Regions from separate parts of the Mus musculus genome. Here regions 1, 2 and 3 are each linked to region 4. Evidence: chromatin contacts called from public ChIA-PET, Hi-C and HiChIP or PLAC-seq data. All regions are on one chromosome and are shown on one strand. The core of a region is the stretch at or near the end of the contact, and the rest is flanking DNA. Distances in the headings are between cores, read along the strand shown. Region 1 overlaps Gm41517 (a long non-coding RNA gene). Region 2 overlaps Arid1b (AT rich interactive domain 1B (SWI-like)). Region 3 overlaps Arid1b (AT rich interactive domain 1B (SWI-like)). Region 4 overlaps Arid1b (AT rich interactive domain 1B (SWI-like)).

What was found. A called contact is a pair of places that touch in the nucleus more often than the background predicts. ChIA-PET counts read pairs in DNA pulled down with a chosen protein or histone mark. HiChIP or PLAC-seq counts read pairs in DNA pulled down with a chosen protein or histone mark.
Region 1: a Hi-C map of the N1E-115 cell line shows a contact between it and region 4, with 5 times the contacts expected there. The contact joins two enhancer-like sites. A contact is called at or near these places in 4 of 484 Hi-C or Micro-C datasets (the HL-1 cell line, the N1E-115 cell line, embryonic stem cells and 1 more) and 3 of 115 datasets of contacts at active chromatin or transcription factors (bone marrow-derived macrophages, embryonic stem cells and pancreatic cancer cells).
Region 2: a contact with region 4 is called in an RNA polymerase II ChIA-PET map of memory CD8 T cells, with 24 read pairs. The contact joins two enhancer-like sites. A contact is called at or near these places in 1 of 15 datasets of contacts at CTCF or cohesin (large pre-B cells), 4 of 484 Hi-C or Micro-C datasets (the HL-1 cell line, embryonic stem cells and neural progenitor cells), 5 of 115 datasets of contacts at active chromatin or transcription factors (the HPC-7 cell line, bone marrow-derived macrophages, embryonic stem cells and 2 more) and 3 of 9 other capture datasets (embryonic stem cells, liver and pancreatic islet).
Region 3: a contact with region 4 is called in an H3K4me3 HiChIP or PLAC-seq map of bone marrow-derived macrophages, with 6 times the contacts expected there. The contact joins two enhancer-like sites. A contact is called at or near these places in 19 of 484 Hi-C or Micro-C datasets (B cells, the C10 cell line, ECoMG myeloid progenitors and 10 more), 4 of 115 datasets of contacts at active chromatin or transcription factors (the HPC-7 cell line, bone marrow-derived macrophages and pancreatic cancer cells) and 2 of 9 other capture datasets (bone marrow-derived macrophages and embryonic stem cells).

Annotation. Positions count from the first base shown.
Region 1 is chr17:4,941,938-4,949,083 of GRCm38.p6, reverse strand. It overlaps Gm41517 (a long non-coding RNA gene), which reads left to right. Exons shown (of 4, transcript XR_876352.2): 4 at 3,488-4,349. Among named protein-coding and RNA genes, the nearest start is that of Gm34625, 8.7 kb to the left of the region's middle. Within about 2 kb of position 2,568, at least 100 of the 459 cell types and tissues checked have an H3K27ac peak or open chromatin away from gene starts, as enhancers often do. A contact at or near this core is called in the N1E-115 cell line and epidermal suprabasal cells, where this site is marked.
Region 2 is chr17:5,031,375-5,038,731 of GRCm38.p6, reverse strand. The region is part of intron 1 of Arid1b (AT rich interactive domain 1B (SWI-like)); the gene reads right to left. Among named protein-coding and RNA genes, the nearest start is that of Arid1b, 40 kb to the right of the region's middle. Within about 2 kb of position 2,336, at least 19 of the 459 cell types and tissues checked have an H3K27ac peak or open chromatin away from gene starts, as enhancers often do. A contact at or near this core is called in memory CD8 T cells, where this site is marked.
Region 3 is chr17:5,322,960-5,330,477 of GRCm38.p6, reverse strand. Arid1b (AT rich interactive domain 1B (SWI-like)) reads right to left here. Exons shown (of 20, transcript NM_001085355.1): 14 at 3,064-3,202; 15 at 2,657-2,829. Among named protein-coding and RNA genes, the nearest start is that of Gm29050, 85 kb to the left of the region's middle. Within about 2 kb of position 2,512, at least 72 of the 459 cell types and tissues checked have an H3K27ac peak or open chromatin away from gene starts, as enhancers often do. A contact at or near this core is called in ECoMG myeloid progenitors, the HPC-5 cell line, the HPC-7 cell line and 3 more, where this site is marked.
Region 4 is chr17:5,185,029-5,192,712 of GRCm38.p6, reverse strand. All of the region lies in intron 4 of Arid1b (AT rich interactive domain 1B (SWI-like)), which reads right to left. Among named protein-coding and RNA genes, the nearest start is that of Gm34854, 35 kb to the left of the region's middle. Within about 2 kb of position 2,757, at least 412 of the 459 cell types and tissues checked have an H3K27ac peak or open chromatin away from gene starts, as enhancers often do. A contact at or near this core is called in ECoMG myeloid progenitors, the HPC-5 cell line, the HPC-7 cell line and 6 more, where this site is marked.

The DNA.
Region 1 (7,146 bases), core at 1,319-3,818, 240 kb after region 4:
CTGATAGCTATTTGGCGTCATTTAATCTTTGCCAAAAAGATTTTTGTTGAGCAAAGGAACAACCAGAAAGTTGGGTTAATCCTTCATATTTCTCTTTTGGTTCAATTCTTCCAGCTCTTAGTCTGTAAGTGATCCCTTGGCCTGCTGGTTAAAACAGATTTCCTTTTCACTGTTACATCATTAAGGTAAAACAAAACTCAGCAGTGGCGCAGGGGAAGAGCATCCTTTGAGAACCGTCACTATATGCAGAAGTGGCCCTGCCCTGCCCTCCCTGGACCGCCCTCTAGGAAACAACTTTATTGCTGCAGGTGCCCTAGAAGTTCAAGGAAGAGTGTCTGCTTTCCACAGCCTGGAGTGGAGCCATCTCTTTTCTTCTGCAGGTTGTGCCCCTCCCTGTCTCAGCAGGGTGATCACTTAAACCAAAGAGCTCCCTCTGGAATCAGTCCTCATTCTCTCCTTGTTTTCTTCCCAGAGTTTCTGTTTTTCCCTTTGACCTTGAGACACTCATTCCATGGGAAAGGCTCTTGGAGTAGAATATCACTGTGGCTATGGACATTCCAGGGCTTGGAATACAGTCACCTTCCTTTTGTCCTTATTCATTTCTGCCTGCCTCTTCCCTGAACCCCCTAAGGTCTTTCCCTGGAGTTCCCCTTGGGAAAACATGAGTCCCTCCTCCCTTCACTAAATAGCACCTGTCCAGGATTCAAAAATACGGTAGTACTACCATAACACAGGACAAGTGTGGGTGGGTAGATAGGTTTTATGAGAATGCAAATTTCTGATGCTGCACTTAACATTTTTAAAAAATTCCTTTTTCCTTATGCACATGTGTGTGCACATGTATGTGTACATTTGATACTGTGGTACTGGGCATTGAACCCAGCTCCTCTGCAGTAAGTACCATTAACCCCCAAGAGGTCTTGCCCCCAAATGATACACATCTTAAAATGAATTTTGGAAACATGTATGTTACTGGGAACATGAACACAGGACAGCCTCAGCACACAATGGGATTCTTCTATTAAACAGGGAGATGTCAGTGAGAATTAATTGCTTTCTTTCGGATCAACCTAAATCAATCTAAATTGTTCAGATTGTTTGACTGCATTACATGGCTTTTATGGTAAAGACACTACAGAGTTTCAGCTAGCAGCCTCTAGAGAACCTCTCTCTCTCTCTCTCTCTCTCTCTCTCTCTCTCTCTCTCTCTCTCTCTCAGGATACTGAAGTCAGAATGTCTGATGGCTTAGAGACTTGCAAAAACAAACAAACAAACGAACAAACAAAAAAACCAGACAGATGACCAGATCTCAGCTGGTGTCAAACTAGCAGAATTGCTCAAGGGAGAAGGGCTCAGGCTGGAGCCGTACAGGAGAACATTCTACAAACAACTCCTGGCTTCCTCCACCCAGGTCTCATTCCACCTGGTTTCTCAAGAGCAGATCTTTTGGCCAGCCTTAAGCTCAGAGGATCTGTAAGGCAGGAGGCTGAGTTCCAGTTGCCTTTGCCCTAATTTATTGAGGCCTTTAAAAGTAAATAAATAAAACTTTGAACTCAAAACCATCTGAAAGCTTTATGAGTGAGATATGCTACTTGCCTTCAGGGGTATCAAAGATCTCTGGAATTAAAGTAATAAAAAAGAAAGAGAGAGAGAGAGAGAGAGAGAGAGAGAGAGAGAGAGAGAGAGAGAGAGAGAGAGAGAAGGAAGGAAAGGAAGAAGGAAGGAAGAAAGAAAGAAAGGAAGAAAGAAAGAGAGAAAGAAAGAAAGGAAGATAGGAAGAAAGGCTCTGTAGTTGCAGAACTAGAAAGCTGCCCAGACTGGAAGCAACTGGTTCTTGTAGCTTATTAACTTAGGTGGGGGCAGGCCAAGCACGGAAGTCCCCAGCTCTGCCCTTGTCTTTTTCTAATGGAGGATTCCCCCTGTTCCTGGGCCTTTAATCGGCCTTTGTTCCTTCGGAATCTAGAAACAAACCTTTTCCAGAAAGGCCAGGGAGAGGAAAGGGGAAGCTGGAAAATGGCTCTTGAGAACCAGTAGAAGAGAAAACAAGGGGTCAAGGGGACCTCAGCTATTACAGGTTCACTCTGGAATCTGGGGGTCTGAACAGCAAACCAGGCAACTTGTGTGGTGACCTGTGTGAGCGGAACATGGCCCTCACAAAGCCCTTTCTTTTCTCTCTTTAGAGAGATGGACTAGCACCCCCTTATTGGCTGTGAGCACGGAGGAGCTCCACGGGGGCGGAGTGCCTCCCTTGGCTTGTAGGTCTGGACCCGAGATTCCTGTGATAAACTGGAAAACAGTTCAGTGCGCTTCTCTGTTAGATGCTGCTCTTTCAAAGGCAGGGAAAAGCAGGCTCTCAGGAAGGAGCTGTCTGGTCCAGCCAGCTCAGGGATAGAGGCTTCCAGACGTTTCCAGGGGCCGAGCTGCTTTTCCTTCTCCAGAGTGATGGCCTGGCTTGTGCACTCATGCAAGACGCTGCTAGTAAGCACTTTTCATGGTGTGTGTGTGTGTATATGTGTGTGTGTGTGTGTGTGTGTGTGTGTGTATGCGTGTGTGTATGTGTGTGTGGCAGAGACAGAGAAGATAGAGACTGAGAGAGACAGAAACACGGGGCGGGGCATGGCAGGGAGAGGAGGGAGGGAGAGAGAGGAGGGAGGGAGGGAGGGAGGGAGGGAGAGAGAGAGAGGGAGAGAGAGAGAGAGAGAGAGAGAGAGAGAGAGAGAGAGAGAGAGAGAGAGAGAATATGAACCCCCTTTGCATGCAGACCCGCACAGTGACCATGTAAGGAGGAAGGAAGTGTGCTGCAGATGCTGTTTCTGTACCTGTGTGCTCAGCTAGGGCCCGGCCCTCTGCTGCCAAATCCCTGGGGGAGCTGACACATGAACCAGTTTCGCTTGTCCCCTGCACCTCCTCCAGCAGGAGCAGCAGGCTAGGCGGGGAGAGGTGACAAGCTGTAAGGCCTTTCCTGCCAGAGCCCGCCCCTCGCAGGCCTGGTGGTTTCTCTGCAAAGGAAACATTCAAAACTCCAGAACGTGGCATGGGTCTTCCCTAGCATGTGTGCCTGTCAACAAGTCACCAGTGTTGGAAGAGCTAAGGGGAATGTGTGAGTTGCAGGAAGCCCACGGAAGACTTTCCTGGAGAAGGCTGTTTACCAGGAGGCGCGTGCTTGCTTCCTGGTCCTAATTAATGTCAGTCTTGGTTACTGTGTTCGCCTTCTTGGCGATCTTCTTAGCTCCATATAATTCTGTGCTTCTACACACCGAAACCATTGCTAGCTGTGCTGAGGAGGTAAAAAGTCCCAGATTTTAAAGAGACAGCTTTTAACCAAAGGATTGTGGCAGGTAGGCGGCATGTTAACTATCCAGGCTTCCAGACAGAATGGAGACCTTGTAACACCTGCATGAGGTCCTGTCTGGGCAGGGATCCTCATTCTGGAGTGTTGCCCTTTGGGGACAGATGGCCTTTTTTTCTTTTTTTTTCTTTTGTCCAGGAAGAGAAAACCCTGTTACATAGAGGATAGAGTGATTTATGCAGACAGTTTAAAGGGTGTTTCACAGCTCTGTGGAATGCAAGAGGCAGCATGATTTGAAGGTACAGTATACTCAAGGGCCAGTGTGGAGTGCACCAATGTTTTCCTTTCCTACTTTGAAGCAAGTTTCAATCCATTTCACTGACGAAACCGGTTAACCATGTGCAAATGTGTAGCTGCCGGAGCCGATCAGCCTTCCCAAGGCTCCATGGAAGCGGTGACTTCTCTCAGCACTTGGGGTCTGGTGTCGGAATAAACTGGTCAATACTGCCTTCTACAGAGCAAATGTCTTCCTTTAGTTCTCACATTTAAAGATATTGTATTTTGGAGGGAGGGGAGACCATGCCTTAATTTTCCTTCAACTGGAAATGATCATAATAAAATATTTGCATTGGAAATCATTTCTATTTTATAGAAATTAAGTTTTCTCTTTTGGAAATCACGGGTTTGGGGCAAAGTAAAACTGCAATATATATACTTTAAGTATTTCAGGGACCAGAGGTTAGCGGTTAGGAGCATGCACTGCTTTTCCAGAGGACCAAGTTCAGCTCCCAGCATCCACTTGTTGGCTCACAACTACTTGTAACTCCAGCTTCTCGGGATTCAACACCCACAGGAGCCCACACAGCTCTGCACATGGCACATGTAAGTTTATGCAGGTTCATGAACACAAAAAACAAAAATAAATCTAAAAGTATCTCAAAAGTTCATGCTTCAGTGAATTGCATATCTAGCGGCAGTTGATTTAAAACTTTGATTTCATTAGAAACACTCCTTTTTTATTATGAACTGTTTCAGGGATACCCCACCCCCGAGAATTATGTAATAAATCTCTGTGCTCTACCCAAGAGGTAAAGTGTTACAAGTGCAACTGAAGCTCTTACCCCTGTGCCCCCTTCTTTCTTTCTTTTCTTCTCTTTTTCTGTTTTGTTTTGTTTGAGACAGAATTTCTCTGAGTAGCCCTAGCTGTCCTGGAACTCACTCTGTAGACCAGGCTGGCCCCAAACTTAGAGATTACCTACCTCTGCCTTCCAAACTCTGGGACTAAAGACATGTGCCACCACTGCCTGACAAGGCACACTTTCTAAATAGTCCCTTCCTCACCTTTCAGAGATAACTATTACCCTGCATTCAGAGTTTATTGTTTCTGTGCATTGAAAAAAAAAGTCATGGGGCTAAAGAGATGGCTCAGTGACTAAGAGTACTTCCTACTGTTTCAGAGCTCGTAGGAGATGCTCCGCCCAACTCTAGCCTCAGATGATGCTATACTCACATGTGCACACATAACATACAGAGATATATAATTAAGCATAACATGTCTTTCTTTTAAAAAATTACTGCTTATACATAAACACACAAATTTTAATATAGATTTGATATTTTATAATCATTTCAGTGGAAGAAAATTAGAATGTGTGTGCATATGTGTGTGCATATGTGTGTGTGTATTGTGTGTGTGCACAAAACATTTATCATGTGGTGCTGATTTGAATGTTTCCAACCTTTCTACAAATATTACAGCTGTATTTCATTAATTGCAGATACAGCCATCTCTGCATATGTTTATATATCCCTATATATGTATATTGTATATACCCATATATCCTTATATCTATAGCTATATGCTATATTGGTTACAGGAACTCTGTGTCTTTCCATTCAGTCTCTCTCTGCCGGCAAATCTGCTGTCTAGACATCTAAGTTTCTCCTGATGGATGTTATTTGCTCTGATTTTTTTCTCCAGCATAAACAAGGTTGGTGTGAACTCCCTTGTCATGTCTCATTGTGCTCAGGACTGGAAAGATTTTGGAATTTCAAGCATAAAAGCTGCTACTTAAAAATGTTTGTTTGAGCTGGGCAGTGGTGGCGCACACCTTTGATCCCAGCACTTGGCAGAGACAGGCAAATTTCTGAGTTCAAGGCCAGCCTGGTTTACAAAGTGAGTTCCAGGACAGCCAGGGCTATACAGAGAAACCCTGTCTCAAAAACAAAACAAAACAAAACAAAACAAAACAAACCAAACCAAACCAAACCAAACCAAACCAAACCAAACCAAACCAAAACCAAAACCAAAACAAAACATTTTTTTGATGCCAGCTATGGTAGTGTATGCCTTTAGTCCCAGCACTTGGGAGACAGAGGCAGGAGAATTCTTTCTGAGTTGGAGGCTGACCTGGTCTACAGAGTTATTTCTAGCACAGCAAGGGCTACACAGAGAAACCCTGCCTTGAAAAACCAAACCAAACCAAACCACAACAACAAATCCCAAACACAAAATGAAAATAAAAACATTTTTGTTACATTTTTATTTTGTGTTTTGTGCGCATGCATTTGATTTTGTGTGTGTGTGTGTGTGTGTGTGTGTGTGTGTGTGCAATTCAGTGGAGTTCAGAGGACAGCTTTCAGAAGTTAGTTCTTTCTAATACCATGTGGGACTTGGGGAGGGGGTGGGGTGGAGTAAGATCAGGTCACGTGACCCGGAGGCACATGATTTCACCTGCTTCGTTGTCTCACCAGCCCCAGATCCTCAATTTCAAATTTAATATTATATTGTGGACATTTTACCACATCACTAAATATTCCTTTTAAAACACTGTGTTGATGGTTGCAGATTCGATCACAGCCAGGCCATTTCTTTGTTTTTTTCTCCAACCTGTTAAACGTGTTGACGGTGATTTCCACCACTCTCACCAGGAAGGCTCTGGAGGAGGACAACCTGGTTCTAAACAAAAGCCCTTCTTGATCATCTTCACGGCCATTTTAGTGGCTGAATCAGTTCTTTCGTTGCCAGAACAGCTAATATCCCTCGGGATGCAATAAAAACCTTTACATTATTTTGGTGTGGGTACACGTGTACATACAAGTGCATGTGGCTCTCAGATGTCATCCTTCAGAGCTCCTCATTGCCTTAGAGTTTGCCAAGTAGGTGAGGCTGGCTGGCTCACTTATCCCTGCCTCCCCAGTATTGAGATTACAAGCGCATTACTGCCCTGTATGCGGATTCAGTGGTTGACCTTGGATCTACATGTTTACCAAGCAAGCAGTCTATAGAATGAGATGTGTCCCCAGCTGGAATTGAAAACTTGCTTGGCTTTCAGGGGCTTGGATCTGACTGGGATGGCAAGGGGAAGGAGGAAAAGAAACAGACACATGGATGTAGAGAGAATCCTTATGTACTGTGTGGAAGCATCACCTGTCAATAAAAAGCTGATGGCTTATTGGATGAGGCAGGAAATAGAAGGTGGGACATCCAGTCTAGAGAGATAGGAATTCTGGGAAAGAGTGATAGCAGAGGATTTCACCCTGGGCTCAGAAGAGACAGGCAAACTGAGGAGAGGTAAATAGCTATGTGAAAGACAGAGTCTAGAATAAACAGATTATATAAGTTATGAGCTAGTCTGTAGATGAGCCAAAGCGTATGGCCTAGGCATTTATTCATAAATAATTAAGTCTCAGAGTTGTTATTCAGGAACAAAGAGCCTGGGCAGAAAAGTTCATGGCTACACTTGGAGGCACAGAAAAGCTGGGGTTGGGTGGTCTGGGATCTTGGATGGGAAAACTGTAGCATCCTGGAAGCTCAGCATGTTTATTACAGAGAGTTCGACAGAGAGACAGAATTA
Region 2 (7,357 bases), core at 1,087-3,586, 150 kb after region 4:
TGTGAGAGCTCCCAGTTGCTCCTCCCCCCACCTCCCTCCACAGGACTGCAGGTGGCCATTTCTCCTTCCAGGTCACCTGGTGTTGATTTTAGTGATCTGATGACAGCCGTGTGCCTGCCTGTGATGATTTTAGCAGAGTAGGTGTGCACTGCACTGCACTGGAGACCCAGGGATGCGCAGCCATGATGGATGTGAGGAGAAAGACATCATGTCCCTGTGCCAGGATGCAGGCAGTTGACACACAGCCTTAGTGGCAGGCCACTGTAGGACACACCTGGCCTCAGTCAGAGACACCCACCCGTCAACAATGAACCAACTGTGGAACACAGAGGAGACAGGTATATCCCAGCATATTCACAGATAGATTGGGAGACGGGTATATCCCAGCATATTCACAGATAGATTGGGAGACGGGTATATCCCAGCATATTCACAGATTGGGAGACGGATATATCCCAGCATATTCACAGATAGATTGGGAGACGGGTATATGCCAGCATATTCACAGATTGGGGGTTTAAACTATTACTTTCACCTCGAAAGAACTTACACCTAAAATAACTGGAAATGAGCGACGGCATATGGTTTTCCTCAGTCAGCACATGGCTCTTCCGTAACCTCGGCAGTCCTGACAAACACACAGACACATGTCTGTGGCAACACCAAGATCTGGAACTAAGCTCTCCTCAGAGTATTGACATTACAATGTGTGCTTATGAAAGCAGGGTGAATTCTTCTCCAGGTTCTTTCCAAGACAAAACACAACTTTCTTCCATGGTTGAACTGGTAATTTCAAACCCAGCCAAAGGAACAGTGGCCACAGAGAGGCTGTGTGTTTGCCATCAAGTTGGTGGCGTCTCAGTCAGGGTTTCTATTCCTGCACAAACATCATGACCAAGAAGCACTTGGGGAGGAAAGGGTTTATTCGGCTTACATTTCCATACTGCTGTTCATCACCAAGGAAGTCAGGACTGGAACTCAAGCAGGTCAGGGAGCAGGAGCTGATGCAGAGGCCATGGAGGGATGTTCTTTACTGGCTTGCTTCCCCTGGCTTGCTCAGCCTGCTCTCTTATAGAACCAAGACTACCAGCCAGAGATGGTTCCACCCACAAGGGGCCTTCCCTTGATCACTAATTGAGAAAATGCCTTGCAGCTGGATCTCATGGAGGTATTTCCTCAACTGAAGCTCCTTTCTCTGTGATAACTCCAGCTGTGTCAAGTTGACACAAAGTTAGCCAGTACAGTGGCCCATCCCATCATCAGGGCTCTGCAGCAGCCCTGTGCCCACACTGGTCAGACGGTGCCAACACAGGAGGAGCCTCTCACCTCCCCTCAACATAATGCCCAGTCCAAACTGCCGTGACGGAAGCACAGAGTTTAAATTGTAAAATGTGCAGAGTGCAGAATGCGGGCCTGGGACGCCAGCCCAGGCGCCACTCGCCCAGCAGTGGAGGCAACTGTTCTGTAGTGTCTGTCTCAGCAACTTGGTCCTAGGTAAAATGCAGTTAATTTGCACTCGAGTCCAAACTGTCAGCTAAACCCCAGACTCACAAAACTCAAGAACATGAGACACAGAGTCTCTCCAGCTCAGAGGCATCGGCTCGCTTGGGAGACTTCCTGGATGAAATCTTAGGCCTACTCAGATAAGGCACATTATTTAATTTTTCCTTTCTCTCCTTACCTCTCCTTACCTTAGGTACTCATCCACAATCCAAATCCATCCCTCTGAGCACTTGCTGATTTGAACATTAAAACATGTAATGAAGTAGCCCAGCTTCGCCCTAGCTCTTCACTGCTAGCTCTATAAAGAAACCACAGTGTCATTCAAAACCAAGACTGTTCCAGGGAAGACAAAGGCCAAGCTGATCCTCCTGTGCACGAAGAACCTCACATCCTGCTGCTGGTTTTGGCCAGTCCTCAGGTAGGATGCTTCTAGAATGTGACTATTTTCCTTTCGCACATAAAATGTATGCTCTACCAGGCCTCCTCTGGTCCAAGGTCTCCAAGCACCTCACTGAGTGGCTTGCTCTGGTAGAGTTTCTTTCCAAGCACATTGCACAAGGCCACCTGTGAGTTTTATCCCATTGAGACACATGCTTTCTGTATGAGATGCAAGTAGCCACTAGCCCACAACCAGACTGGGTTTTATTACTTGTTAAGACTTTCAAATTGCTTTGTTAACCAATAACCCTCCTTTCCCCATCTCTCCCTCTAAGACACACACACACACACCATACATAGACACACACATACCACTCAGGCACTTGATGTTGCCTGTTTTGTCTTCCAACAGCCTCAGTCCCCCATGCATGGGAGTAGGTCGTGAGGACAGGAAGTGTGACCCAGTTTGAAAGCAGACCTGGGTATAGACCTAAGCACAACAGGAACAAAGTCCTGCTGTGCTCTTATAGGGTTCCAAAAGCCAGCCTGGGAGTCCTCCTGGGTAAATTATCCAAGCTGGAAGGCAACAGCTCCTAGATGTCAGTGTGATTCAGGCAGTCACTCAGAGTCACCATTTCAGAATATGCCTACACATGTATTTATAGTGAGGATACCTATGTAAGTTTATTTTACCCCTAAATGTCAAATTAAGGACCTAATTTACCAAATGTTTTGTTATGATTTTCTTAGTACAATTTCTTAAACCACAAACTGGAGAAAAGCTTGGCAACCCCACACCCCCAACAGAGAAACCTCACACCTCAATCTACAATGTATTTACACATTCGGATTAAACAAGAGCTTTTCAGTCACTGGGGAAAGTAGCCTGCTGCTGGTAACTACGAAAAGACTGAAGTAATACCCCATCGCCTAAGAAGCTGACAAAAATAATCAAACCTAGTATGAACAAGTACTGGAACAAACAGGTATAAAAAACTATAAACAGGGCTAGCAAGATGGCTCAGGGGTGAAGCTCCCGCTGCCAAGCATAATATCCTGAGCAGGATCCCTGGGATGCAGACAGTAGGAGAGACAGCAGACTTCTGCAAGCTATCCTCTGCTCCTCACACACGCTCTACCAGGTGTACGCAGAGACGGGCGAGTGCGCACACACACATGCACACGTGCGCACACACAGAGGGAGGGAGAGATGGATAGATAGATGATGGATGGATGGATAGATGATGGATGGATGGATAGATGATAGATGGATGGATAGATGATAGATAGACAGACAGATAAGATAGATATAGATGGATAGATAGATGATAGATAGATAGATGATAAATAGACAGACAGTCAGATACGATAGATATAGTAAGAGCCACCAAGTGCCTGAAACCCTGCAACCTAAAAGTTCAAAGAAAAACCGGAACAAACCTAACTACTCTACAGTCACAAAAGCAATGCACAAGCATGCCATAGCAAGACAGTGGGGTGTGGGGACATGGGGAAGGAATGTACAAACTACAGTCTGGGGTTTTTTTTCCTATTTTTTATTAGGTATTTACTTCATTTACATTTCAAATGCTATCCCAAACATCCCCCATACCCTCCCCCGACCCTGCTCTCCTACCCACTCACTCCCACTTCTTGGCCCTGGCGTTCCCCTATACTGAGGCATATAAAGTTTGCAAGACGAAGGGGCCTCTCTTCCCAATAATGGCCGACTAGGCCATCTTCTGCTACATATGCAGCTAGAGACATGAGCTCTGGGGTACTGGTTAGTTCATATTGTTGTTCCACCTATAGGGTTGCAGACCCCTTTAGCTCCTTGGATACTTTGTCTAGCTCCTCCAGTGGGGGCCCTGTGTTCCATTCAATAGCTGACTATGAGCATCCACTTCTGTGTTTACCAGGCACCGGCATAGCCTCACAAGAGACAGCTATATCAGGGTCCTTTCAGCAAAATCTTGCTGGCGTATGCAATGGTGTCTATGTTTGGAGGTTGATTATGGGATGGATCCCCAGGTGCGGCAGTCTCTAGATGGTCCATCCTTTCCTCTCAGCTCCAAACATTGTCTCTGTAACTCCTTCCATGGGTGTTTTGTTCCCAATTCTAAGAAGGGGCGAAGTGTTCATACTTTGGTCTTCGTTCTTCTTGAGTGTCATGTGTCTTGCAAATTGTATCTTGGGTATTCTAAGTTTCTGGGCTAATATCCACTTATCAGTGAGTACATATCATGTGAGTTCTTTTGTGGTTGGGTTACCTCACTCAGGATGGTGCCCTCCAGGTCCAACCATTTGCCTAGGAATTGCATAAATTCATTGTTTTTAATAGCTGAGTAGTACTTGTGATGCATACAAGTGTAGATCTGTGAAAAGGGCTGATAAGGACTAGGGCAGCCACTGGGGCCAGTGTACAGCTGTCATACGGTAAAGCAATTTCCTCTCTACAGCTCTATCAACCCAGTGCTTCCGATGCCCTGACTTTCTGCAGCAGGGAAGAACTGAGACCCACAGTCCAGCACTGAGCTCTCTCCCTGGCATCCAGGCTCAGGGCAGAAGCCAGTGGAATAGCTGGGGCTCACTCTTGCCCCAACAGAGATCTGTCCCCTTCGCTGTACATCAATCACCAGCACCTGCTACCATGCCACTGTGAAATGTCCCCGGGCTGCCCTGTGACAGTTTCTGTGGAGTCTTATGCTGCTACCTCACCCCTTTATGATGTTTTTCGTGTTCCCTACGAGATTTCCGACCTCCCTAGCACACCCTTGACCACACTCAGGCTTGGTGCTCTTTCTCATCTTATACACAGTTGATCTGGATAGCTGTGGCCACTTGGTAACTGCTTAGGAGCTCTGATCATAAAAAGGAAAGCTTTTCAGGACAAAAAGTCAGCACTGGTACTCAGCCTGGCAATTCATGCATGCAGGACAGCAGACACACATGATGTCAGCGCTCATTTATAAGTGACTTCCTCGGTAACCATTCTAAAGGCCTTAACATTGGTTTCCCTAGAAGAGGAGGGCTCCAAAGACTCATTCCCTCCTTTCATAAAAGCATCTAGTCATCTTCAAGTGTTAAAGTACCACGGTTCTCAGTTTCCACAGAACCAAAGGCCAATGGACTCCCATCCAGATGACACAGGAAGGCTCCAAGGGGCAGAACATTATGGGCTCAGGTCTGATTCTCAGACTGTGTGCCTTGACTTGTACTGGGACAGAACAGTCCATTTAAGATGGACCTACGTCACTGGGACTTGAGGAGTCAACACCCTCTACCACATTCTTCTACCAATACAAAATGTCTGGCATTCACTACGGATACAGGTGTGAAATCTCTCAGACATTAGACAAAGCCAAAGAAAACGTTTCCTGCTGGCTATTCCAAGACAGCAAACTCTTGGTGCAGCCCATGACTATGCTCCATTAGCAGCATGAGAGGAAGGTGGTGGGGGTGCCAGACCACTCACCCTGCTCTGGAGAACAACCACTGCCACAGCAGCCTTAGATTCCCAGTCAGGACTCCCTAACACACTCGGGGAACTGTGTGATGACATTTGATGATGAAGAGAGCTCTTTTTTCTTAAAAGAATGGTATGGCAATGTCTATATGTGCGCTCTCTCTCTCTCTCTCTCTCTCCCCCTCTCCCTCTCCCTCCCTCTCTCTCTCTCTCTCTCTCTCTCTCTCTCCCCCTCCCTCCCTCCCTCTCTCCCTCCCTCTCTGTCTCTCTCTCAAGTTCAAAGCCATCTTGGGCCACATACCAAGTTCCAGGTTAGCTATTCAGGGCTACACAGTGAGGCCTTGTCCCAAAACTTGAAAAGTAAATTAAAAAAAAAAATCTATGATGTGCTGAGGTCCTAAATTTAACTCAGATTTGGAGGTTCATAGACTCCACCCTCTCGAAAGCTCATTCAGAGCCTTTGCTGACACTGTCAAATGGCAGCAAATGTCATTTATTTCCAAGGCACCTCAGTGCATTCTCCTATGGCCACACGTCAGTGTGGTGAAGGAGTCAGCAGTGAGGCTCAGAGCTGTAGAAGTGAAAAGAGCAGCACTGGTGCTAGTCTGCAGCCCCTCCAGGTGCCCGCCACTGGGGACGCTCTGCTTCTTCCTTCTCTAGGCGATGTCCTTGTCATTTATACCCACAGGAGCTTGACTCCACACCTCTGATGGATTATCTGAGACACCTGTAGCTCCTTCCCTTTTTGGAGTAAGAAATACCCATTCTTGCCCCTTCACACAAAAGCTTTCAGGGTAACTCCTTGTTTACTTTCTTCCAAAACCTACCCAGATATTAATGTAGCCTAAAATTAATGTAGCTCCTCTCTCTCCATGGCCATCCCTGGTCAGTGACCAAACGCACTTGCCCCATCGTGTAGTGGACACCTGGATTATATAGGATAGTTGAGCCGTGTGGCAGAAGTCTATGTATCTCTGCTATTTCTATTTGATTATTTTTGGCCACTGTTCCTAACCTGATGCAATACTTGTTGAGATCCTTAAGGACTTCTAACATGTAACTACACTTCTTGGCTGACACCAGCCATCAGTTTGATCAGTGTGCCATTAAGTCTTCAGCTACAACACTAATATTCAAGAAATGTCTGGAAAAGCACAGGGAAAGAACTCCACAGTGAGTCTTTCCTAAAAGACTCACGCAATCCCTGCGCAGGATCTGGAGCACAGGACCTGAAGCGCCCATATCCATCCATCCATCCATCCATCCATCCATCCATCCTTCCTTCCTTCCTTCCTTCCTTCCTTCCTTCCTTCCTTCCTTACTCCTGCAAGCAAGCACAAGGACCACCACACCTGCCAGTCATCGCCATCTCCTCAAATACAAAATAGAGTCCAGTGTTCAGCAGAATGAGAGGTGAAGGGTATACAGGAAATGGCATAGGACCTAGGTCCAGACACATGGGTATGAACCCCGCCGGTGTGACTTGTGAGTCAGTCACACACTCTCTCAGTGTTGCTGGGGCGCTTCCTAAATCGCTTTTCTTCCTAGGAAGCCAATGAAGTGAGAGCACCATCAGTCCATAATTTATTTCATTTCTTGTCGTTTCTTGTACTTTAGGGTGAAAGGGTTTTTGGTTTTGTTTTTTTAAGATTTATCTATTTTATGTATATGAGTACACTGTGGCTCTCTTAGATCCCATTACAGATGGTTGTAAGCCACTGTGTGATTGCTGGGAACTGAATTCAGGACCTCCAGAAGAGCAGTCAGTGCTCTTAACCACTGAGCCGTCTCTCCAGCCCAAGAGTCAACGATTTATCTGGTTTGTCTGTGTGCCCAGCCTGCAGCACAATGCCTGCTAGGATGAGGTGTACGGACCAGGAAATCAAAGGCAATGCAGGCAATGATTCAATGACTATGCCAGAAGCAAAGGAGCAAGCACCACTTCAGACAAACCCTCACTCCCTTTAAGTTCATGCACATCTTGGCTTCAACTATCTCCCATGTTCACTT
Region 3 (7,518 bases), core at 1,263-3,762, 140 kb before region 4:
TGACTCACTAAACCTAGGAATCCATCTCATGGAAACAGTCACACACCACAGATGTGTAGGAGCTAAATGGGAGGGACAGCCCAGCTAGTGTTACAGTACCAGGGGTTAGTAAAAGATTTACACACAGCAATGTACATGGAGAGTAACAGAGCCTCAGACACACTGGGTACCACGGTCAAAGACTCAGATAGAGTCAGCCTAGTCCGAGATCACGTGCCCTGTCCGAGGCAGGTGGTAAGCAGCAGGCAAGGCCGGCTCCATGGGTTAAGGGATCTCACAGCAGGCTGACTTGCTGCACCACTAAGTCACAGGTCAGTGGTGGTGACAACAGGACCACCCGCTGCTGCTACCCTGGCAACAGTGGTCTCCATGGATATTGGTCTAAATTCACAGACCAATGAACAACTTGAAGAATGAACAACTTTATTTACAACTAATTAGAGCTGTAAGAAAATGTTTTCTGTGGACATAAATGTCCCAGCGCTATGAGGCAGCAGGTGGGCAGAAATATACAAAGACTGTGCTATTTATCTTCCACTCATTATCTCTCTACCTGCCACCTTACAACACAGCCTCCACTCGGTCCCCTGCCTGCCCGAATTCATTTTTGTGCTGTGTGTGCATGCACAGGTGCACACGGTGTCAGAGTCTTCCCCAGCTTAACTTTGAGATGAGGCCTTTCTTATTGAATGTGGGGCTCACATACTTGGCTAGGCTGGCTATCTAGCAAACTAAAAATTCTCCTGTCTAGGCTACCATGGCACTGGAGCTGTGGGAATATCCACAAACCAGCTTTTACGTGGGTGCTGGAGATTTCAATTCATGATTGTGCAGAAAGCCCCACAGCCTCTCAAATTCATTCCTAGGAGAGACTGCAGGTCTGAGGGAACGAGAGGCTCCCGTGGCTCCTGTACAGCAGGACACAGAGACAGAACACCAGAGAGTCAGAGGCCCACCCCAAAGAAATTAATTAAATCATTATTTTTTCCATGTTGTTATATTTTTAGAGTCCAAAGGTAGTGTGGTGTGGTCCTCACAGACTCATGGGTTTGAAGGCTTGGCCCATAGGGAGTGCCACTATCAGGAAGTGTGGTCTTGTTGGAGGAAGCATGCTACTGTGGGGGCAGGCTATGAGGTCTCCTATGGAAACGTTACAGATGGTCTGGCACACAGTGGATCAAGATGTAGAACTCTCAGCTCCTTCTCCAGCCCCATGTCTGCCTGCATGTTGCGATGTTTCCTGCCATGATAATGATAATGGACTCAACCTCTCAAAGTGTAAACCAGCCCCGATGCAATGTTGTCTTTTATAAGATTTGCTGTGATCATGGTGTCTCTTCTCAGCAGTAAAACCCTGACTAAGACAAGCAGGAGACAGGCCCCAAATCACTCACCACCATAGAAAGCTAGCTGCTTCTAACACCCAGGAGGCTTCTGGACCCTCCTGCAGTCTGAAAATCTTTACTTAGAAGTAGCTTTGAGACTCTCTCTTGAAAAAAAAAATTACAGACCGTCTTGCTTTATGTAACTGTTACCTGAAATACATCTAAAATATTACACATCACATTCGCATACACCCAATGCTAAAGATTCTGAGATTCTTCCCTTTTTATAGCCCATAATACTCATCAAAACCAAGCTTGGGCTTTATGTGTCTCTCCACTCCTGGGGATCATAAAACTCACAGCTGGTGTGGTGGTGCATGCCTTTAACCAAGAACTTGGGGAGACAGAGGCCTCTGTGAGTTTGAGGCCAACCTGGTTGACATGGAGTTTCAGGTCAGCTGGGGGTACATAGTGAGACCCAGTCTCAAAAAATTTTATGTATTTCAACATCTAAGTATGACACAGCTACCACTCTCTACGGGATCCCAGAATAACCACTGCCACAAAACATCTTCACAATCTTTCCTGTATATGAAAAAATGCTCATATGATGGCTTAATTTGACAGGACCTACCTGCATTTGGGTGAATGCCAAAATGCAATCTGCCAGGTTCCTACCTGATGCTGGTGTGTGCTACCTATTCGAATACACACCCTGATGCTGGTGTGTGCCATGTTGATTGTGAACTCCCTGGGGCTGGCCAGGTTTAAGACTCAGCCTTGGGTTTCTGTTGTCCCTGATACTCTCATGCCCCTGCATTGGGAAGACAGAGGCAGGTAGATCCCATTGCTACAGATACACCAATCTGCAGGGCCTCTGCCTCCCTCCAATGCATTCACTCAAAACCGCTGCTATTTCCACGCTTTCCTGTCTGCTTGCTCTCTCCTACCCACCAGGGTCTTTGCTTTTCTGCCCTCCTATGTCTGTTAACTGTTAGAATCATGAATGTAAGAACACTATTTTGTACTTAGCACTGTGCCCTGTTTCTGTTCACACCATGTCGATCATGGCAGCCATTGGATGCTTTCCAGACCACAACTGTCCATCATTCTACTGGCTTCCTGTGTGTGGACTTAATCTGCTGCTTTCACCATTTCCGAAAGAGGCAAGTCAGACTCAGAGTGGCCAAGTTCTCCTGAGGCTCTGGCTTAAGCAGGAAGGAGGCTGTGTCACTACATGGCAGGGGCTTAGAACCGTCCCAACTGAAGAGGTGAACAGGCTGCCAGGCAGCTGGGAAAGGAAGTCTCCTGGAGAATGCCCCTCCACGTACCTTTTCTCATTCCACTGAAAGGGTCCTTGTTGGGTTCATAGGGCATCCTGCCCATCATGTCTGGCATGCCCATGCCCTGCTGGTATGGGGCGTTTGGAGTCATGGAGTTCCGTTTTGGGTACGCTGAGTCACTCACGTCTGAGAACGGGTCATGCACACTGACTGTACTGCTTCTGAGAGACACAGAGCGGGAAAGCTGAGTGATACTGTGACACTATATACCCACAGAGCTCAGGAAATAAGCCACACTTGCGACTGGTGGATGCAAAACCACCCAAAGTAAACTACACGCTGAAAGGAGCAGTACTGAGCACTTAAAAATAATCAGGGAAGAACTTTTTCTATTAAGTTTGCCCCCAAACCAAAACAAAACTAGGCTTTATATCTCAAGAGTCCTCAGAGCATACCTTCCGCTTTGCATGGGAGTCATCTGTCCATGAGGGGTAGAGGCTGGGGTTGGTGGCTTCAGGTCACCTGGAACCTCTGCCATCGAATTGCTCCCAGTTGACTGTGGAGTCTGTGGGCCTTGTAAGGATCCTGAGTTAGCTAGCAGTCATCAAGGGAAAATAAGGAGAAAAGCTAGTGTTATTGAGTAAGCTAATTTTTGGTAACCATGTATTTGAAAAGGTTAAAAGTAAGATTTACTGGAATCATAGTAACAATTTAGTAAAGTCAATTACGTATACACTGTTTTTGTTCAGAAAATGACAGAGTGAGAGACCAAGAGAGTGGGAGCGTGGGGAGGGGTGGAGGGGGGGTAGAGGGAGGGCTGAGAGCACCAGCACAGGGATGCTATACCAGTTACTGATGCCCGTGCTTCACCCGAACGGGCAAGCACTGTACACTCGGTTCTGTCCTCACCACCCAGGGAAGGGATTTTCTGAATAACTGATTTAGAAACATTCTTCATCTGTGAGCCATAACACATGGTTACACATATGACTGGGTAACTGCTCCCTGGGGCATTTATCCCAGGGAAAGGAGTCCAAGAAAAAGAAGGCTTCAGGCAGAAAATTGTTTAACTCAGTCTAGTTGGATATACTCTAAATGTAAATACAGAAGAAACAGAATAACAATTCTGGTGTTTGAGGTTGGTGGGCTGTAATCTGGGGCTTCAGAACGCGGGTTCTTCAGTAGTGGGAATGTCTGCAGCTGAAAAGTGCTTACAACCGTTAACAGGGCACCTTACAGTATTTTAATATCTCTTCAACAACTGGACATCTATGCTTGATCGTTAAAAACACTGTCACTTGAGCTGTGACTCGGATTTGTTATTCCACTGACTTGCAGGTCTCTGATGCTGTTGTCAGAATTCCGGGACTCAGGCTCAGCCAGGATGACTTCAGAATAACAGCACTCAGACAGGAGCCCCTTTCCAAGCTCACACGGGATAAACTAACCTTGCTTTATAGGGAAACCAAAGTATTCCAAGAGCTCCTGCTTTATCATCTATCACAGTCTTTAGCATGTTAGATACTCAACAGATAGATGTTCGTTCCACGTATTGATTAGACAGGAGCATGCTGGATGAATCTGTGTCCGATGATCTGGGCTCTTTTCAACAGGTGAACTTAGAGCAGCAAACTGACACAGCTCACACAGCCCCATGTGCTGGCACCTGCAACAACTATCTGGGACTGTGAACTCTGCAGACCGCTAGCTTAGGAAACATCTCCTGCTTTCCTCTCTCTTTCTCTCTCTCTCTCTCTCTCTCTCTCTCTCTCTCTCTCTCTCTCTCTCTCTCTCTCTCTCTCTCTGTGGTCCCTCCTCACCCCATGTTTTTTTTACATCAGAGAATATGTTGGTTAAGCAAGTTCCAAACCATTACTTAATGAAGGGATCAGAAATGGGAAAGGTGCATGTCAGTAAAGAAACTATCCATCCACAGGAACTCTGTGATATCGTCCAAGTTTTTATTGTAGATATAAGAGTGCAGCCAGAGGCATCTGGAAGAGTCCAGAGCAGGGAGAGAAAGTAGACTGAGCATGGCCAGCAGAGCGGACCTGGCCAGGGCTATCTGTGAGAAAGGAGAACAGCAAGAGATAGAGACTAGAGCGAGCAAGGTGAGACTAGCCAGGGCAGAGAAAACCTTGCCATTATAGAAAGAACAACTGTGTGTAGGCAGAGGGAACCCGGGAAGACAGCATGCTAGCAGCGTGCTAGTGTGGACTTTGAAATGTAGAACAGGTACTTGGGATATTGAGGGAGCCAGAGGCCTGCCTGTGCTTTGATATGTAACAAAGGTAGCCATTTGTCCTTCTGCTAGAGGTAAGGGAAATGGTTCCTTCTGTTAGATGGGGACCAGTTTCATAAGTTCTTGAAGAAGGCTGGCTTTTATATAACCGCCAGACATCATACAGTCTAGCTTGAGCTCATTTCTGGATATATGGATGTCTTTTGGAGTACAGGGAACTGGGGCTTTTTTCTTTGGACCTGACAACTTGTCCTTAGAAAGCACTAGCTATGTACAAGTGTTGTCTGTCAGACAGGGGCCCTGTGGCCTGAGTGGTGGCCCACTGTGTTCATGAAGCTCAGGGAGACTTAGGGATGGCTTCAGGCAGCTAACAGACACTTAGAACTCTGGAAATGTGCATGAAGAAGGAAAACCACAGTGAGGGAGGAAGGGGTGTCCTGTAGCACTCTAATCCATCTTCCCCATCAACCCCCTACTGCAGAGGAGGAGAAATAACTTGTTTCTGTGTCAGGCTGACTTTCCTTGGAAATGTGGCTATTAGGCTGCTGTGATTTTAGAATGACCGTTACTTAGAAAGAATTCACAGTTATAGAGAGTAAAATAAATAAATAAATAAATAAATAAAGGAAAGCTCCTTTCTTGTTAGTGTTTTTCCTTTCCTTTTAAGAAAAAAAAAAAAAAAAAAAAAGCCTGAATCCACCTTCTTGCCACTCCATTAGCAGAGGAGGCTGGCTTACTCTCTAGGAGATCCCTACCTTTTGCCAGAAGCTATGAATGTATACTCTAAAGTAAACAATGGAAAGGTTACTGGAGGTTAAGCACATTCACACTTCAGACAGGAACAGCCAGGGCTCCCGGCTGGGAAGATAATTTACACAGCATGAACTTGGTGCCCTAGTGCCAAAGGGAGGGGTGTGTGTGTGTGTGTGTGTGTGGTGGGGGTTGGGGGGGGGGAGAACAGCCCATGTGACCCAGGTCTGGTGTCTGGAGGTCAACTGGAGGGCAGCTTTGCTTATACAGCAGCCCGTTCTCATTTATCTTCCTCTGAGGATTCCCTAGTTGGAAGCGAGACAGGTTTTGTGACATCACTTGTCAGCTAATAATAAAAATGCAGCCAGCCACCTGCCAGCAAAGATGGATGGGTTTTAGGTTACAAACTTACAAGCTGAGTGGAGTTCCCTTGTCTGTGCCTGCCCCCCTCCTCGGTGCCATTTCCCCAAGTCTGCTGGGGACAAGTGCTGTTGACTGGACTTCTCCACTAACTTGGGGAGGTTGAGGGTTAGGGTCGCATGGAACCCAGGGACGCAGACTGCGTGCTAACGCCCTGGCAGAGGTCATGAGGCGCAGCTGTCTGCAGAGTGCCTGCCTCTATGGCGTAGCTGTAGAGATGAAGTGAGACAAGCCTCCAAGGCCTGACTGAACTCAACTTTAGATTCATAAAGCCACAGCAAACCCAGACAGGCTGGAAATACAAAACAAACAAAAAACCAAAAAAACCCTCCCAGAACAAAGACACAAGATATAGGAACACATTCATTGGAAATCTTTTGGTTTAGTTTGCCTTGTTAAGAAAGGTTTAACTGAAAGTTAGCTTTACAAGTTGTATGTTAAAAGAGACCAAGAAAACATCTTGGCACAGGAATAGCTCTTTTCAACAATTGCAAGGAAGGGCAAGGGGCCAGGGAGGCTCTGATGCATAAGCCTGGCTATGGGCTGCAGGCTGCTGCTGCTGTTTCTGCCCCGTGGATGGGCTGTGTGGCCCAGCATACACCACATGGTGTCTCTGGAGTGGACACTGACTGCACAGGCAGCATCAGGAAGCTTTGCTCCTACTGTCCCCAGGTCACAGCAGGACCTTGCTACATCTGGACCAAGATGGGTCGATCAAGTCCAGTTCCTCTGTGCAGGTAAAATGATAATGTTGCCGCTATAAGGGTAGCTGTCCTAAACTGGGGAAAGGAAAGTGCTGGCTGCTCGGAGAGCAGGCCTCCACTTTCTGCAGGACCTGTACCCCAGCAGGGCTTCCTGTTCTGAGCCTCAGGCATGCTGGGAGCGCTATTCTCCACACACAAGTGCAAGCCATTCAGGGACACAGGCTCTTTCCTGACAAATAAACGTATCTTTAGATCTTTGCAGACACCACTGCTTTGGACCCTGCACCCCACTGGGGTGTTATTTTGGAAGAACAGTTCAGGGCTGTTCACAGACCAATTCTTTAAGTCTGTGAGCTGAATGTAATGTGTGGTTTTTAAAATCAGCCTGTCCCGTGCTCAGGTATGTCCTGAGTGGTCAATGTTTGGGGTCATTAAGGGTGAGGCTGCCGAGGAGGGTTTCCTTCTTAGAACTGGACCTCCGTCTAAGGATGGGCAGGGCAGTGCATGGCTGGCTGCTCGTTGATGCTGACTGGCACCAGAGAATCAATTACAAGGGAACAGAGTTCTTTCTCTAGATTCTGATGTAAACACTGGGCCTGCTTCAAAGGCATTTCCTTCTAGGCTAAGGCATCGAGTGAGTTTGTGTCCAACATATGATCAAAAAGCCCCAAACAGGGTTCCTGCAGTATCATGGGGTAGCTTTGGGGTCCTAAGAGCTTATCTACCTTCACTGTCTTGGGGACATCAATACTGCACCTGCACCAGGGCTCATGGGAACCTTACGGACTGAGAAG
Region 4 (7,684 bases), core at 1,508-4,007:
AGAAGGAAATGGTCACTTGGGGCTAAGGTTCATTTGTGTCACATCTTACCAGGCATCACTGTTTTGATGAAAGCTACCTTATGTCCTGGCACAGTATAGTCACACATCACTGATTTTTGGGTAGGGAGGGCAAAAACCCCAAACTCCACAAAGGAGTAAGTACTGAGGAGGCCAGGTCAGGGGCATGACCTTCTAAACATGTACTCTCGAGTTCACTGACAGGCCTGCACAGACAGACATTTCATATGCAATGTGAGCTTGATGCCGTATTTACTTAAGAGGGGGAGGCACTCAACTATTAGTAATACAAAGCCACTATTTAAAAATGGGGGGAAAGTTCAAAATTGAAAATATAATCTGAGACAACTGCCTACACTTGAATGTAAAATCGGTCAAATTATGCATTTGCTTCCTAGCTCTTCCAAAATTTCAAGGAACCAGGGAAACAAAATAATTTCAAACTCACTATGATATCAGAGAGGCAGCTTTACAATATGCTATAAGAGAATATACACAGAAATTGCATTTAGAAATAGAAGTGATTAAAATATCCCAAACAGATATGTCTTCTTTGATTTAGTATTTAAAGTCTAGGATGCTCCATATAACGTTCATAGTTTGATACACCAATAATTTCTGGGCTGTTTCCATCAATGGGGTCAATGTAACAGTAAATACAGGTGGGATGAGAAAGGAAGCTGTTTTTATTAAATTTATGTTACAGGCACTGTTACAAATTGTATCCGTTTATAAGAATTTTTCTGCTTGCTTTTCCATTCCTCCTGAGATACAAGAAAATTAAGTCTTTCTACTAACTCAGTATTCACAAAGCCAAGGACTTAAATGCCTGTCAACCCACAACTTATTGACCCCATCAGTTTCATGACCATTATACAAGCTCAAACCCTAAAAAGAAGGGCTGGAGCCATGGCTACTTGGTAAAGAGGCGGCTGAACAAGCACAGGGGCCTGAGCTACAGGACACACCCATATTCAGATGCCAGGGAGATGGCTAGGCTTGTGCTCGAAGTATGGGGGGGGGGGCGGGGGGGGGGGCTTCAGAGACAAGAAAACCCCGGAGAAAACTGAGTTCATGCTTTGTGGGTCTCAAAAGCTAAGGTGCAAAGATACTGAAGAAGACACCAGTGTTTCCCATGTGCACCCACGATAGAAATGAAAACTATCCCCAACACACACACACACACACACACACACACCAACCTCTTCTAGTATGTTGGGTGTTACTGCATTCATGTAGTGAATGCAAGCCCAAACAGATCCACACGTGCATGATAAGCGATTTGCGTCTAGGTGGTTTTTTTTTAAGGATAAAGTGTAGTAGTATACCCCGGCATGCAATTCACCTCTCTTTACAAAATGTCCAAATCAACTGGATTTTATTTAGCTTAAACTTTGTCAAATGGCAGCAGTGAGCAGCAGTAATCAAGGTTAGCAATGTCCATACTATAACAATCTTTCCTAATAGAATATTAATTGTATACACATCATAAACATACTTGTGTTAAAATACCATGCACGTGCATAGTAAATATGAGGCATAAGCCCAAACAAAATGTATTCTGCAAAACACTTGTTGCTCAGAGTCTCTTTAATAACCTTTGTAACAAACTTTAAGTGTCAAATTTCCAAAATTAAGCTACTGGGTCAGGAAATATCCGTCATGTTAATGATTATCAATAATTCACTCTTCATAGTACCAACTGCATTGACTTTAAAAACCATTCAGGCTACAGATCACAGTGGAAATAATTTATCAACTAGAGGCTCTGGCTGATTAGTCCTCTAAGTCTGGTATATGTATGTCGACTAACTTCTTGTATGTGTCATGCAGGTTACTTGAAAGGTCTAAGGTTACACTGCTATACCATAGAAGGTGAGCAACAGAGAGCAGACAGTGGCCTTAGGTCTTCTAGACAGATTAGTCTTATTCTCCAGAAATGTCTTTCCCCCCAAATCCTCTTAGCATTTACTAACGTAGTAGAGGCTAGAAAGTTGTCTCAGTGGATAACAAACCCTGCTGCTTGTAGGTTCAACTCCCAGGTCATATGTAATCCCAGTTTCAAGAGATCTGATGATGCCCTCTTCTGGCCTCCATGGGTACCAGGAACAGCCGCTGTGCACAGACATGCAAGCAGGCAAAACACCCAGTAGCATAAAATAACTTTTTTTTTTTTTAATTTAAGAAGGTACAGACAGGAGATGAGACGCTACAAAAGCTTAGGCTTTTTCTGGGATTTAAAAATGCTATGAATTAGTTTTCCCATCAAGGAACCTTGCACTTGGTTCCAACTGGTACTGCACAAATGTAGTTAGGGTCTTTGCCTTTGGCCCTACCCTCCGCTCCAGCCACTCTTGCCCTCCATCTCGCCTGTCTTGGTGCACAGCTTAGGCCTAAGGCCCGCCCCCTGGCGCCCCACCCACTGCCTGCCCCACTGGCCCCACCCCATCACTCCACCCCACCCTACTTTCCAGCGGCCTTCTGGTCTCCCCATGGCCCAGCCTACGGGAGGGGGAAGGGGGGGTGTTGTTTGATCCTCCCAGACTCTGGGTTTTGGGAGTCTACAACTTTGTCTCTTTCTGCAAAGCAAGTTTCAACCGGCCCCGCTACAGTGGGGGAGGGCCCTTTCCTCAGGGGCGGACGGCTCCAGCAGGGATACAGGGCAGCCGCTCGGCCCTCGCCTCGGCACTCCTCTCCAGGGACAGGCAGAGGGCGCGGGAGGGTTTCGGAGAAACTGGGAGCACCGCCGGGAGCGCGGCTGCGTCAGCAGAAACTTTGGGAGTGAGCCCTCTGGGGTGGGGCCTGCACAGCCCCGACCGTGGCTCGATGGCCAGGCCTCCCACCGCGGTGCCTGCCGGGAGCTCCCCACCCGCGGCTGCGCAGTCGCTGCTTCCCCTCTTCCTCCCTGGAGGAGTGCCTAGTCACTCACTGGCCCGCGAGCTGTGGGACACACTGCGCTAGGAAAACAAAGAAACCCCACGCACACGTTTCCAGGATAGGGAACGTGAAAACAGACAGTGAGACTTAGGGTGCCCCGCAGGTTAGGCTTCTCAGGGCTGCCATTAGGCAGCCAGGCAAGCTGCAGGCCCAGGTATCCAACCCAAGGCCCTGCTGAGCGCTCCCTTATGCTTACCGGGTTGAATGGTCAAATTCTCTAAACAATCCCATTATGGTTATATATGTGTGTCACGTATAGCCACAAATCCCAAGTCATTACTTTTTGGAAGAAAATTAAGTAATCTGAGAGCTTAGCAAAAACAAAAGCACCAATTCACCATTACTATTTTTTGTCACAACCAAGTGCTATATATGAAACTTTTGGATAATGTTACAGATATTTAAAGAAATGAACACATGATTTTAAATGCTGTTACTGTTGTCATGTTGACGCAGCTCACCTAGGCTCTGCAATGTGGTACTTCTCATTCAGCCATATCTAGTCTGTATAGTACCAGCAGGGTCAAAGGCAAGCAGGCATGCTGACATACTATGAATTAAATCATTTGTACACTTGAAATGTTAGGATTTGTGTTACTAGAAAAGGTGATACTTAGTAAATTTACCTAAAATGGGCAATCATACAAATTGCTTTGGGCAAATTCTTCATCAGTGAATGTTCAAATTTTTCACCCCATTTGTTCTCCTACAGATGATTTTCACAGGAATATGCTTCAGTATTTTTCAACTTTATTTCAAATTTTTAAAATTTTGAGATTTTTTGATTAAAAGTTCACTTTTTTTTTCTGACATTATTTGCCCTCCTTCCAGCCCTCTAGCCTTTTCTTCCTTTTCAGTCCTCCAAATGGTACCAAGTTGTACTACCTGCACAGGCTATGAGGTTAAGGAATTTTCAGATGTTTCTGGGTTCAGTAAATTACTACCTTCCTTCATTTGTGGTTAGGACAGTAGTGAAATGAACGCAGGCTCCGTCGGGGTGCAAGGAACACATGGTCAGGTATTTTACAGTGCTACACATTGTGGTGCAGCCAAGAAGGCAGTCAACAGATAGGCAAACTCGGGTCTGCAGTCAGGCTGCAGAGGGAAACCAAACACAGAATCGTGGGTAGTGATGAATAGGCCTTTGGAGCTGGGCAAGGAAAGCACTCAGCATGCAGTGGGGATAGAACCTAGCAGAGCCCAGGCAAGAGGCAGCATGGAGGACCACGCCCCCTCACCCCTCTTCCCAGGTAGATGCAAAAGGCTACAGTTCAGAACTTCACATGCTCCTCGTCCTCCATGCCAAGGGAGAGGTACTTGGCAAAGCATGGGCCCTGGAGTAAGAGGGTGTGAGGTTATATTTAACTCCTTCAAATACTGACTTTGTGTCCCTAAGACAGTTTCTTAGCGTCTGTCCCTGCTATCTGCAGGTGGTTGACAGTCACTTCATGGCTGTGAGGTGACTTAAATGGAACTTCCTTAGTGCTATCTTTGAGCATGACAAGACCAGTCCCCAAAACCTGCTTTCAAACTCACCCCAGCCTAGTCCTTTTTCAGTGCCTTGCTGAGACTGCTCTCTCCTACATCCACACAACAGTAGAAACTGCAATAGGATCTCCCATCCACTCCTCGGGGTGCCTTATGGTATCCTTGGCAAATCCAGATTTCAATTTGTTGTTCCACATACAATGCCAGAGAATACCAAAGGATCTGGGTCTAAACTCCTTAGTTTAGGTAAAAGGGCCAGGGGGAGTCTGTTCCTAATCTGCCCTGTGGTTTCACTCCCCTAAACTCATTACTGGATGGTAATCACGCTCCCTAGTGACTTGTGCAATAAGGCAACTGAGGTCTTTCCGCCCCTTTATCCAATCAGGCCCCTTCACTCTCTGTAATCCTGCCCTTTGAAAGCTGCCAAGGCTCCCCTGATCCCCACTGTTAGAATGTGAACAGTGCTGGGCTGAAGCAGCAATTCCATTTCATGCATAACTATGTATGTATGCATATATGGTTATGTCACTTGCAGAACCTCCAGCAGTGCCCTGCAGAGGGCTCTATCTAGTGAGCACTGTGCAAATGAGGACATCTGGAAACCAGGAAGTCTCACACTCCAGCAATGCCTTGTAACCTCATACTGGTGAGAGGGAAGCTGAGGCCTAAAGATGACCCTCAGACACCACTCACCTGTAGCTACATTCTAGCAGCTCTAAAAGGAGAGTGCTCATCGTCATAAAAAGAGAAAGTTATAAATTGTTTTTGAAAAGTCTTCCCTTCTATGAAGGTCCATTTCATTTCAGAACAGTTTAAACTCTAAACATTTGCACCACAACAGAAGCAGCAGGCAGAGCTGCGTTTACTCCCAACTTCAGAGCATACTGTGGATGTGAGGGTCTCGCTGTTAACAGACGGGCTCTTTAGGAAGACCAGCACAGCTTTGTCTTCAGATAAATGACAGCAACCTCAGGCGACACCCCAAGGTTAAGGAGCAGTTTTCAGATGCCCATGAACTTGTTACGTTTGTGGCTTTTCAACCAGTACTACACATGCCCAACACAGCAGTGGGCACCTTGCTTTCTTTGAGACAGTTCTCTAAAATTAGATACCACTCAACTGACAGCCTGACACTCTTGAGGAACAGAGGATACAATGAATACATATTCTACAAGATTAATTAGCTTCAGGTAAAAGAAACTGCAACCAAAACAAACTGGAAAAAACATTATTTCTCCTAAACAGACATTTATAGACTGGAGGTTTGCCACTTAAGTAGCCAAAGAAGTGTCACCCCATTCTGCCAGTTCCAAGGCCCTCCTCAGTCAGGGGTGATGGCTGGAAAGGACCCAAAGCCACCGCCGCATTCCCACAAGCTTCTCCACAGAGCAGAGGCCTTACCAACTAGAGCAACCAGTGGAAAGTGGGTCCACAGGCAGGGGAAATTCAATTAAGGCAGAGTGTGGAATTTGTAGAAATATAATGCAATCATGTAGGTGTTACATCATTTTCTAGTAGCCACATCAAGAAAAATAAAAGAGGAAAAATGTTCATTTCAGCACCACGTATGCTAAAATTGGAACTCGGTAGAGAGGATGCACACAGCCCTATGCAAGGATATCAAGAAAATTGGTCATGTGTTCTACATTTAAAAGAAATAAGAGGAGCTGGTTCTAATATTTCTTATTTGGACCAGTGTACTCAAATGTTATTGTGACATGTGTTCATATAAAAGTTAATGAAATGTGCCAAACTTTTCCCTATGCACTGTTTTCTTGACCCAGTGCAATTGTGTATTTGTTGTGCATCTCAGTTTGGACTAGCAACAGTCAAATATCCAATAGCCATACTGGACAAGTTTAAATTCTGATACCAAAATACGCAATTGTTTAAGACTGAGTATTGAAGTTTAAGTTCTTGTTTTGTTTGTTTGTTTGGCTTTGTTGTTGTTTTTGGTTTTTCGAGACAGGGTTTCTCTGTGTAGCCCTGGCTGTCCTGGAACTCACTTTGTAGACCAGACTGGCCTTGAACTCAAATCTGCCTGCCTCTGCCTCCCAAGTGCTGGGATTAAAGGCGTGCGCCACTTACTGAAATCCTATTTTGAAAATGAAACATCAAAGTATATAAGGTCATTCTCATTAATATGGAAATCAAGCACAAGGTATCCCTGGGAGATATGTAAGGATTAAGACTGGTACTGGCATGTCTGTAATAACATTAAAAAAGCAACCAATTAAAACCTGACTGACTTTTGTATCTATCTTTTAACAGAAGTGAAGGAGCAACCTCTCCCAACCCCTCTCTTAGCCAAACTAAGACAGAGTCTCCATTTGTTTCAATGGGGGGAAAAAATCCTGTGTTCAGCGCAGTCTCCTAGAGCTCTGCCTCTGGACAGCCTGTGATAATGACATTTGGTGTGGAAGGCTTCCTGAAGATGCATGCCTCACTTCAGAGCTAAGTCTGTCTGACGGAGGGTCTGCAGAGGTGAGGCCGAAGTATTCTTGTGCATGGCACAACCCGTACAGGAAGGGCAGTACAAAATGACTGCCTTGGGGACTTTTCCCTTGAGGGACAAACTACTCTAACTGAAACAAGAAGTTGGGGGCCTTACAGTATAGAGGGTGGGTTCCCTTCAGAATAACATCATCAAGTTTAGAAATGCCAATTATGTTGTCTCTGACATGCAGAATAGTACTTAAAGTTGCATGTGTATGTGCTCGTGTAGTTGCATGTCTGTGCATTTGTGTGTGAGCTGTAAAACTAAGAAGGGGAGAGAGGAAGAGAGCAGTCTTTATACATTAAGAAGTCTAAAAGAAGACTGTCGGGGGAAAGAAGAAACTGTCACAAGATTACATGTGAGTAGACAATGGGGAATCAAATATAATGACACAAATATGAAAACACCATAACAATTAATAAGTTACATTCAACTTATTAATAAAACATATCCATAGGTACACAGGGATTATAAGCAGACCGCATGTATCTTAGTGGCAGAAAGTCCATTTAGAACCTGCAGATCCCTAGGTAGATGCCCCCAGCCTCATGGGGTGGGTGTGCACAGGAAAAGCACCACTTCCCCCCAGATCTTCTCACACACACACACACACACACACACACACACACACACTCTCTCTCTCTCTCTCTCTCTCTCTCTCTCTCTCTCTCTCTCTCTCTCTCTCATTCACACCGCTGGCTTTAAAATAGCAAGTCTGGGCCAGTTCCCCAGCTTTATCTCCAT